Linked DNA regions of Mus musculus: region 1 is linked to region 2. The links are chromatin contacts, called in public promoter capture Hi-C maps. All regions are on one chromosome and are shown on one strand. Each heading gives the region's core, a stretch centred on a gene start, on an enhancer-like site or on the middle of the called end of the contact. The rest is flanking DNA. Distances are from core to core; before and after follow the strand shown. Region 1 holds the start of Cs (citrate synthase). Region 2 holds the start of Dtx3 (deltex 3, E3 ubiquitin ligase).

Region 1 (5,174 bases), core at 1,169-3,668, 1.1 Mb before region 2:
CTTATTATTAAAATCTGAATAGAAAGTCTCCTTAAAACCTGGTTCCTGACAGACTGACTGGCAAAGGATACCCTGAGGTTCCATCTGACTCCACTCTTCCCTCGACCGCAGCACAATAAGGGTCATAGGTGATGTAACTAAACGTGGCCTTTAGGTGGAGGTAGGGATTTGAACTCAATCCTTATGCTTACACAGCAATCACTCACACTTGTGCAGTCTGTGCATCTGTGAAGCCCAGGATGTCCTTGAATTTGTAATGATCCTCCTGTCTAAGCCTCCCAGTGTTTGTTTTACAGTTGAGAGTCCCCATGTCCTGTTTCTGGGCTTTGCTGATTTTTTTGTTGTTGTTTTGGGTTTTTTTGTTTTGTTTTTTGTTTTTTGTTTTTTGTATACAAAGTTTCTCTGTGTCGTCTTGGCTATCCTGGAACTCACTCTGTAGACCAGGCTGGTCTCCAGCTCCAGATCACAGAGATCCACCTGCCTCTGGGATTGCAGGCAAAGGTGTGTGACATCACCACCTGGCTGCCCTTGCTGATTTCAAGAGTAAGCCTCACCTCTTGGGAGAAGCAGGTAGCTCAGGATGGCCTCAAACTTACTATGTACCCACTGTCTCCGTTTCCTCAGTGTTGGGATTACAGCCACGTACCATCATGCTCAGTGCAAGGCACACTGAGATTCAAGCAACTCAAGCAACTTGACCAACAGAGTACAAAAGACTAGCAAAGTTTCTGGGATCCTCAACTTCACTTCTAACATAAAAGTAAAGAATGACAACACAAATGTGGCCCAGTCACCCTCCCAAAGCATTATGACATTTCCTAGGGCTTTATGAAGCAAGATAAACTAAAAAAAAAGTAAAACCAAAGGCTTTTTCAAGTTCACTGTTGTGTTAGACTATCTGGTCTGGGTTAGCAGCTCCTGAACCGATCTAATTATAGGTCCACCATTCTGCCAAACACCGTCTAGAACTTGCTTCATTTCCCAAGAGGTTTCCTTACCCAGTTCCCTGGCAGCAGCAGTAGCAACAGCCAAGTAAGACAAGTGTCTACCAAATAACCAGTCTCTACCTTGTTGCCAGACACAGAAAAGCCCCAAGATAAACCCTACAAGTTTTGTGGTACATCTGACAACTATGCATCTCACACAGAAAGTTAATACCATTCTAAGTCTTTTCTTTCCTCCAGGTGTACTTTGCTTCAAACTATCTACTGATGAGAAAAACCTATTAGTTCCTTTAAAACTAAAACAGAAGCCAAGGTCATTTGTGGGACTGTCCCCACTTGGGTTAGAGCTGAAATTCCCTCAGCATAGCTGGGTCTCTGTTTAAAGGCCCAAGTTATGCTGAGCAAAAAAGTAGTGATAACGTGAAATTAAGAGTTATCCCTACTTGGACTTGAACTTCAGAATTCAAAAGGCAAACCATCAAATTAAAGGGCCGCCAGGGAATAAGGGGAAGTACTCCTGGTAGGTAGTAGAATTGAGTCATGTGACCTTGGTGTTACTACCTCACGCCTGTCTTCATTTATTGGCCTGTAGCTTGGAGGAACAACCTTTCTGGTTCTACCTAGAGCCTGATGTGATACATAATCAGCAGGTTTAACAGAAATGCCCCACCCTATTCAAGCTCCTCCTATATACATTAAGTGCAGGAGTCCCAAGGACAAAGAGGAGCTGGGGGGCTCTAGTCCCCTAACAAAACTAAAACGGCGGGGTCACTTACAGGCTTCAATTACAGTGAGGAAAGAAACAGGTCCTGACAGGACTCACCCTACAAAGCAGAGCCCAAATTAGCCCCAGTGACCAAGTGAGCATATTTATACATCCCCCACTCCTCCTCCAACAGTTCTCTCCCTAATTCGGGGGACCACGCCACATCTTTGCTCTCTGGCCTTGCAGCCAGGGCCCTGCATCCCTCGCTTGCACCTTGGATACTTGATATGACAGAAGGCGGGCCTCCCGGCCGCCGGGGGCTGCAGGCCGGGGCCGGCAGCGTTCACCTTAGCCGGAAGGGCACGCAGCACATGGCCTAGGAGCTCTGGGAAGGGTTGGCGGCTCGCCAGGGTCGGGCCCCTTTAAGGCGCGGAGGGCTGCGCTCCGGTGTGGGAGGGAGAGCCGGTGCCGGAGGCCCTGCGGTCGCCTCAGCCCCACCCCGCGCGCCACGGCGCGCTCCCTCCTTTAAGCTCACCTTGGCTCCCAAGAGCCGGGTTGCTGCAGTGAGTAGAGCCATGGCGGGCGAAACTCCGGGACCTGGCGGGAAGGGACCGAAGGGAGAGAGCTACAGCTGCAACAGGAGCGGTCGCCGCTGTGATGGAGACCGCGCCAACCGGCGGACAAGGTTGAAAGGAGGCGGCTGAGGGGAAGGGTAGACAAACCGGCACAGGCGCCCAGCCCAGGGTCCTCGGCGAGGCCCCGCCCTCTGCCCGAAACTTGAGCCCGCCCCCCTCCGGCGACCCACCCCGGCCTCGACCATTGGCCCAAAATGGAAGAGGGGCGGGATCTGAGCCTTTGACAGATGTTATCGCGGGGAGGATTGGACCGTACGGATTAGGCTAATTAGGAGTGGGTGGGAAAGGGATTGTAGGTGTCTAAGGATGTGCCTGAGAACTCAGTTAACTTCCTTCTTTGGCTTTTCCCTTTGCCCTTAACACATTTCGGGTTCTCCGGAGAATGCTGAAGATAAAGCTCCAGCACGCGACGTTTGAAGGTCACTGAACACTGCAACTGACCATTGCACTTCCTCTACCTGCTTGGCATGCTTTCTTAAAGAATGTCTTTGGTTAATGACTTCATGGCCGTGGAGGTGACATCACGCAGAAAGCCCGCTATGATGCCAGAGTTAGTTGCTTGATGGTCATTTGTGAACAGAAGAAATCTTGAAATTACAGATACTGACCCCGTTATGTGGAGAAGAGCAAAACCAGAAGCCTGAATGTTTAGTGATGTTTGTGAACTATATGGAGTCTAAGTCTTACAAAAGCCCCCTTAATATGAAGGAACCTTTCAGTCTTTGGGTCCTGGGCCTTATGATTCTGACATTCTTCATAAAACCCCATATCATAAAACCCCATAGAGCCAGCCCACCTCAGACACAGGATCAGGAGCTGCAACTCTCCACTCAAGATCAGGTGTTAGACACTCTCTTTTCGTCCCATCATTCACAGTATTTCCAAAGGACTCGAGGACGTTTATCCTACTTGGCTCTCTCTCTTATTTCTCCCTCAGAAAACATTGCAGTGAATGACACAAGGATTTAATGATCTTACACATCACTCTTAAATGCCCCGGGGTAGAACACCTCAGAACTTCTGTACTTTCCTGTGCCTACTGTGAAATTGGCCTAAGGGTGGAGAGAAGCTGACCCAATGATCAGAGCACCTTATCTGTAACCACCAAGCCTCAAATGTACAATCCTTTTATCTCACCACATGACAGTAACAAAGTGCAGAGGTCTCAGTATCCATGTAAGCCAAGTTCAGATAGTCCTTGTTTATAGAGGATGTAGTTTGTGGCTTAGACTTGGAAAAGAGAAAGAAAACCCCTATTTCCTCAAGTTTTCTCATATACATATTCATATCTGCCCAGTAGTGTTGTTCTAGCTTGGAAGTCAGGTAGTTCTTATGAGAGAACTTTATCAAGAGAAGCTGCGCCTCTTGAGAAGCAATAACCTTAGACCACCTCCCCGGGGACTTCAAAGCTTCACTGATCAATATTGGCTCCCAATTTAGCATCTCACATGGGGTTTCCTCATAACCCCAGAATAGTCTGACCTGGTTCCTTCCCCCATAGTTAATTATCCACAGAGACTAGCTAGCAGATCAGAGGCCTGAACTCCAGTGCCGTAAGTAACCAGAGGCTGTCCCCATCAGGTGAGGCTGCTGAAGGGACAATTATTGGGTGGCCATAATGGTAACTGGAGTTTTAATAACTACAGAGAGAATGCCATCCTTTTTAAGCCCCTTGATAGGATTCTGTACTTTAACGTCCAATTTTTATTTATTTGAAGTTATTTAATCCTGATGTCCATTGTTATAAAATCAATGTGAAAGCCCAGAGATGAAGGGGGTTAAGTGGTTTCGCCCAAAAGCTGAGTCTGTATCAGTCTGTCCCTCATTGCTGGGAGTGAATGCGGTTTGTAACATGCTATTACTAATACTCAAACATCAAACCACACCCCTAGCCCTACAGTTTCTTTCTGAACATAGGTGGGAAAGTTAAGACTGGCATGAATATAACAGCTAAGAAAACTCTAGGTCCAAATATACCTGCATGAGAACAGGAAGGGGCCACAGAAAAGACTTGACATAATTGTGACCTTGGGAAGATTCAAAATGCTCAGGGACAACGGTGCCCCCTGGTGGTCAAGATCAAGTGGGAGAATTCGGGCTCTAGAATCGTCTTAACATTATCTCCTATAGGTAAACAAACTTCAGTAGACAGTAGACAGTAGTTTGCTCTCTCTCTCTCTCTCTCTCTCTCTCTCTCTCTCTCTCTCTCTCTCTCTCTCTCTCTCTGTATGTGTGTGTGTGTACAGGAACGTGTATATGGTTACATGAGTCTCACATATGCTAAGCCATGAGCTACATCAAAGCCCTGTTTTTAAAAATGGTGAGGAACCAGGAATGGCACATGTATCTATAACCCCAACATTTGGGAGGTGGAAGCAGGAAACTCTGGAGTTCAAGGTCATCTTTGGCTACACAGTAAGTTCAAGGATGGCCTGGAGTATATAAAGAGATCCTATCTAAAAGAAAAATTAAATTTATTTTGAGGCAAAAAAAAAATCTCGCTAAATTGCTTAAGTTGGTGGAGAACTTGTGATCCTCCTGGATCCCAGGCACACACACACTGCCACGCTTAGCTGAACAAAGCTACAATGCAGTGCTTACTGTTTCAAGTCACTATCTAACTATAGTGCATGAGTCACCTTAATTAATCCTTGCAACTCTATAATATGTAGGTAATAGTACCTTTAAAGAGAAGGCAACTCAGATAAAATGTCCGGCCAAGGGCCATTGCTCATAGCTGGCCTAGCTAGAATTCACAACCTCATTCCAGAGCTCACGTCAAGCTCTGCCAAGCTTTACCATCTACTCCCTAGCTACCAGGAATCCAAGGCACCCTGCATACTGGGCAAATGTCGTTCCACTGAACCACACCCGGGAATCACTGTCTGC
Region 2 (5,745 bases), core at 2,591-5,090:
GGGGACCCTTGGGAGACAGAGACCAGGGTGGTGGGTGGAGAAACCGCTTAGCTTTTCACAACAAAGTTATCTCTTGGGCAAAAGGAGTTGGGACTGTTGTACCCTGTCCTCACTGCTGGCCTCTCTCCCCAGGGGCCCCCCAGAAGGAGGTGTATTTCATGGGCCTCATTGACATTCTGACACAGTATGATGCCAAGAAGAAAGCAGCTCATGCAGCCAAGACTGTCAAGCACGGGGTGAGGGTTCCCCACAGCCTTTCCTCTCCTGGCCTGACTGTTCTCTGGAAAGAACGCTTCTGGGGTCAGAGTAGTGGGATGGCTGAGGGAAGGCAGTAGGAGGGTGAACTGAGGGGGAGGCGGAGAGCTCCTGTGAGTGACACTGTTCCCTGTTTTTTCTTCTCACAGGCGGGGGCAGAGATCTCCACTGTCCATCCTGAGCAGTATGCTAAGCGATTCCTGGACTTTATTGCCAACATCTTTGCCTAAGAGGCTGCCTGACTCCAGGGTGATTGCGGCTTTATGTTGGAGGTGGCGGGTTCTGAGAGGCTTAGGGGAGCTGGACTTGGCCGTTACTTCTCTTCTTTGCTAAATTCAGGCTGCAGGCTCCTTCCATCCAAATAACTTCCTTCTGGTGGATAGGGTTTTCTCGCCCACCCCAGACATACACTGTCCTTTCTCCCCTTGTCCATTTCTCTGCCCTCCCTCCTTGCTCCCAGTAAGCCCTCCTGCTTCTTTAGAGTGTTATTGTCGACTCTTCTAAGTGCCTTGATCTTTGAAAAATATCTTGTTTCTATGAAATAGGAGGAGCTGGGGGAGGGGTTGTTTGCCATCTTCGGGACCTGACTGAACAGTGGACTTGGCTCAAGCAACTGCCTGGATGCACTTTTGCTGAGTGGAAGAAACTGAATGTCTGGATTTTGCTGATACTTTTATGGGGCACTTTGTGGCATGCTTCCTCCCTGGTAAGCCCTGGAATGGAGGGCTTTCAGGATGCTCCAGATGTGGGTGCAGGCATTCACACATGGACAGTCTGGCCTGGAGGTCAGGTGGGGAGTGGTCAGCAGGCTGGCACCTCACAAGGCAGGACCTAAGCCTAAGCGGACTTTTGTGACTATGCAGATGATGGAGAAGGTCCCTGTGGAGCAACGACTGTTCCCGACTGTTCCCGTTCTCCCACCCCACCCCACCCCACGTCCACCTCTTTCTGTGAGCACTTTGGGTGCAGGAGCCCAGAGGCTAGCGGTGCCCGAGCTTAGGTGCAGGTGTGAGACTCGGGCTGCTCTTCCCACAACCCTGTGCCTTGCTGGTGAGCAGGGAGAGCAGTAGAGGCCGGGACAGGTCGGAGTGCAGGGTTCATTGCCTGGGTGACACCCTTTCTTCCTGTCTCACTACTCCTGGGCTTCTTTCTAGCAGAGGGGAACAGTACCATCTCCATAATTTGGGGAGGATAGAGCTCTCGAGTGAAGGAGCCTCCGCATCCCTGGGGCATGTGTACCTAGAACTCCCCCTCCTTCTCAAAACCCTTTCTGGTTGGAGTTGTTATTCTGTCCCATCTTCCACTGCTAATGTGTCTCCCAGGGGACAGATGGCCTTCTTTGTCATCTCCCCTCTCCGCCCCCAGAGAGGAGTCAGAGCCATAACTCAATCCACCCAGTCCTCTCCAAAGACAGCTGAATATTAATGCACGCCATCCTCAGAATGGAGAGGACCTGCTAGGCATCTTAGCTCTCCCAGCTCGTGCCTGTAAAGCCAGCACTCAGGAGGCTCTGAGAGTTCAAGTCCAGCCTGGGCTACTGAGTGAGACCTGGTCTCAGGAACACTCCAAATAGGTTTGGGTTTGAGCGCTGGAGATCATAGCTGAGTTGGTAGTGTGCTTGCCTAGCATGTACAAAGCTCTGGGATCCACCCCCAGCACCACTTAAGCCAGGCGTGGCGGTGCACGCCTGCACTCCTGGCCCTGGGAAGTAGTGGTAAGCAGGATGGGGCATTCAAGGTCATCGCCAGTTAGTTACTTGACGAGGTTGAGGCCAGCCAAGGAAACAGGAGACCATCTTGGGGAAAATGATTCTAAGGAGAGATAGATTGTCTTTGTCTCTGCCTAAAGCCTTTGGAAGCAAGCCACTCATCTTCGCTGTTTGGCGCTCTGGAGGTGGGGTGGGCATTGAAGGCAAGGAGCTGCTTTGCTGTGTGTCCATGAGGTCCTCAGGGAGAAGCCCACCTCCCTCACCAAAGGAAGCAGCAAGATGGGTGCCCGGTTGGGGTGGGTGGGACCTGCTGAGTCTCCCATCCCTCAAGCAACCTTTCCCCTGTTGAATGCAATAAGTGACTCCGGTCCCTTAACAACTGGGGTCTCACCGTGCGGCTGTGGTCGTGGGCAGTGTTGCCATCTTCACTTACTGCTTCCGTTTTCCATCTGTTTTGTTAATAAAATATGTATATTTACTCCCGATATCACAATAAAATAAATTATTTGATCTAAGTCATTCACAGAAGTTTTTGTTTTTTAAAAAACTGAGTAACCCATCCTATGTTTAAGAGTTACAGAGTCCAACTGAAAAATATTGGTCTTCAAGGTGTTGGGCTCCTGAGTATGTGTGTGTGTGTGTGGGGGGGGGGTGTTCTAAGATGACTGTGGACTTGGAGTTGTGGGGTGGACATGGGAGCGGGAAAATAGTCGCCAACCTTGTGGCGGCCAGAGTGGGAGTGGGATGGTGTGTCTGTCTTCATTATGCTCTTGCTCCTCCATCTGTTAACTTTAGTGGGCCTCTTGGGGTACCAGCTCTGTGGGAAGGAATTCTCTGTTCACGCAGACTTCCTGGGAAAGCTATCTGCTTAGAGGCCAGGAAGAGTCCAGCAGGGTCCTGGGAAAGTGAAGGAGTGACCAGTCCTCCAGTTCAGGGGGGAGGGGATGGAGAGGGGTGGATGACGTGGTTGGTGCTAGTCTGGGAGAGTCAGTACCTCTTCTCTTGGCTGAGGAGGTCTCTTGGCTGGTGGAAAAACCTGGCTTGATGTAGCCCCAGGGAAGTGAGCTGGAGGAGGCGGAGACAGCTCTGACGGGAAGCAGAGCGGAGCAGAGCTTTTTTTCTTTGGGAATTTTTAACTCTATTTGAGCCATGTACTTGACACTAACACCACCCTGAGCCATTTTTAAAGGATCTATCCACCTCACGTTCTGCACAGACCAGTGTCCTTACTTGTGGAAAACTAGTCACCAGCCCACTTCTGGTAACAGGCTGCGAGGGTTGGGGGTGGGGGGGGTCACCGGAGGTAACAGTCTGGAAGGAGGCAAGAGTTGAGGGAGGGGATTGAAGTAGTTTAGTCACAGGGTTTATTTTGTAGTACCAATGTTTTCCTTTTTTTTTTTTAAACTTCCCATCCAACATATTCCAGCGTAAGACTTCAAAAAAATTTCCCTCCCCTTCAATCTATATACCCACCGACACTGCTCCCACCCCTACCAGTTCCTAAGAGTGCAACGCAGTTGGCTGGGAAAGAAGTGGGGAGAGGTCTCCTCCGGGAGGGGGAAGCCAAGAGAGTGGCGTTTCTAAGGGATTTAACCTCCTACCCTCGGCTACATGACGCCACCCCTCCCTCCAAAGACTGGAACTGCGCCTCCATTTTTGTTTTGGGGCAGAGGCAGGGGCTCCCGGGTAGGAGGGGGTCAAAGGAAACGGTGATTATCACCCACCAAGGGGAGGGGTGCTCTCCCTTCCTTTCTCTCGGTCTGCACCCCGGCATCCCCTTCCACCTTCTCAGGGTCTCCCCCCCACCCCCCCGCCCCTTGTTGCTAAGGCCCGGACCGTCATCCCAGCAACAGCCTCAGTCATGTGACCGGCAATGGCGGCGCTGACGAGAGGTAGGTGAGCCCGGCGCCCCCACACCCACCGCGTGCCCCCCCAGGCCGGGTCCGCACCCTCACAAGCCCCCCGCTTCCCTCCGCCCCCTCCTCCGCCATTGGACCCCCACGCGCGCGCCGCGGGAGAAGAGGGCGCCCTCGGGGCCCGGGCCCATCATCTTTCCCGCACCTTCAGCCCTGGCCTCCATTTGGGGGTTCTGAGGGCCGCAGTCGGGTGGACACACACCCTCACCAAGCGGCGGGACTCCGGGGCTTCCTCGAGTAGGGATGCGGGAGTTGGTTTCGGGTTGGATGGATCCGGGGGCAGTCTCGGGGAGAAGGGTGGGGGGTGCCTCAGTGGACACCTCCCCAGGGGACCCTTGCCCTTTCTCGCCGTCCCTGCCAGCGGCCGCTGTCTGGAGGAAGAGGCTGGTCTGGTGTCCGGCCTGGTTTGCCCCAGAGGAATGCTAGACCCAGACTAAACTGTGGCCCCGCCTCCCTGTGCCGTGCCAGCAGGACTTGGAGCTAGGACACCTAGATCCTGGGTTCTCTCTGGTGGGGAGGGGGCATTTCACCGTGCACAGACCATGCGGGTTGAGATGCTTAGGTTTTCATCTCAAGGACCCTATGATGGAGGCACAAACGGACAGAGGCTTCTTTTTGGATCACAAGGAATTGAGGTCACATGAATGGCCCCTCTTCCTAATTGAGCTGCACTTTGTGTTGTGGGAAAGGCCCTGGAGCTGGGCTGTGACAGGGCTCAGGGGAAAACCTCGGGTCCCTCTAGCCAAGCTCCTGCTTGATTTGCAGCTGACAGCAGCTCTGCGGGCACTGGGTTTAAAGGTGACAATGAGAACTTTGTTATTGCGGGACTGCTAACACTTTGCTGGCATCCCTAACAGACTTCCGGCTCTCAAGGAAAGGTCTCTGTCAACAACAGGGACTTGAACTATTCGAGAACGTAAAGCGAGGAGTTTAGGAGATATTTCTGTCAGTGTAATCTGAGGGAGGTGGCGTGTACGACCTTCATCCTGTGAGGCCCTTTTTTTTTTTCTCCTTCCTGTCTTTATCTGCATCTAGGATCTCCCTCTGCACTGGGGGGAAAAGAGGAATTAGCCTGATGAAGTTCCTTGAGCAACTTGGAGAGGATTCTGCAGGGGAGGAGAGGAACTAGAAGAGCGTTTTCTGTCTGGGCTGGCTGAGGAAATGCTATCATAACTCTTTACCTTCCTCGTCTCCAGCTCTGGCCAGCTGAAGGTGGAGGTGGAGGGACTTCTGCTACCTTCGTCTCTGTGGTCTTTTCAGGTACCCGTGCCCCAGGAGAACCTCAGCTTTCGGGTTCCTCCTGTATTCCAAGAAATCCCCATTTCCAGTACCCCTACCCCAGGTTCCTGGCCATTTCAAGGGCTCCTGAGTTGGGGCTTTGGGGTTGGGGAATAGTTTTCCTTCCTCCTCCTCCTCCTCCTCCTCCTCCTCCTCCTGTTTTTTTTCTTTTCTTTTCTTTTCTTTTTTTTTTTTTTTTTTGAGACAGGGTTTCTCTGTGTAGCCCTGGCTGTCCTGGAACTCACTTGGTAGACCAGGCTGGCCTCAAACTCAGAAATCCGCCTGCCTCTGCCTCCCAATGCTGGGATTAAAGGCAAGCGCCACCACTGCCCAGCTTTTTTTTTTTTTAAAGATTTATTTATCTATCTATCTATCTATCTATCTATTTATTTATTTATTTATTATAAGTACACTTTTGTTGTCTTCAGACACACCAGAAGAGGGCATCAGATCCCATTACAGATGGTTGTGAGCCACCATGTAGTTGCTGGGATTTGAACTCAGGACCTCTAGAAGTGTAGTCAGTGCTCTTAACCACCGAGCTATCTCTCCAGCCCCCTTACTTTCTTTTCTTTCCCATTCCACCAG

Evidence for each region. Capture Hi-C pulls out chosen DNA fragments and counts their contacts.
Region 1: a contact with region 2 is called in a promoter capture Hi-C map of adipose tissue, with 2.7 times the contacts expected there. The contact joins the promoter of Cs here to the promoter of Dtx3 in region 2. A contact is called at or near these places in 2 of 39 promoter capture datasets (the C10 cell line and neural stem cells) and 2 of 9 other capture datasets (adipose tissue and liver).

The regions. Positions count from the first base shown.
Region 1 is chr10:128,334,971-128,340,144 of GRCm38.p6, reverse strand. It overlaps Cs (citrate synthase), which reads right to left and starts at 2,418. Exons shown (of 11, transcript NM_026444.4): 1 at 2,186-2,418. The coding sequence starts at 2,227. Gm51822 (a long non-coding RNA gene) reads left to right here. Exons shown (of 2, transcript XR_003949053.1): 2 at 1-3,006.
Region 2 is chr10:127,193,804-127,199,548 of GRCm38.p6, reverse strand. It overlaps Dtx3 (deltex 3, E3 ubiquitin ligase), which reads left to right and starts at 3,840. Exons shown (of 6, transcript NM_030714.2): 1 at 3,840-3,855; 2 at 4,915-5,139. F420014N23Rik (RIKEN cDNA F420014N23 gene) reads right to left here and starts at 4,300. Exons shown (of 3, transcript NR_045716.1): 1 at 4,082-4,300; 2 at 2,355-2,412. Pip4k2c (phosphatidylinositol-5-phosphate 4-kinase, type II, gamma) reads left to right here. Exons shown (of 10, transcript NM_054097.3): 9 at 133-236; 10 at 405-2,482. The coding sequence ends at 485.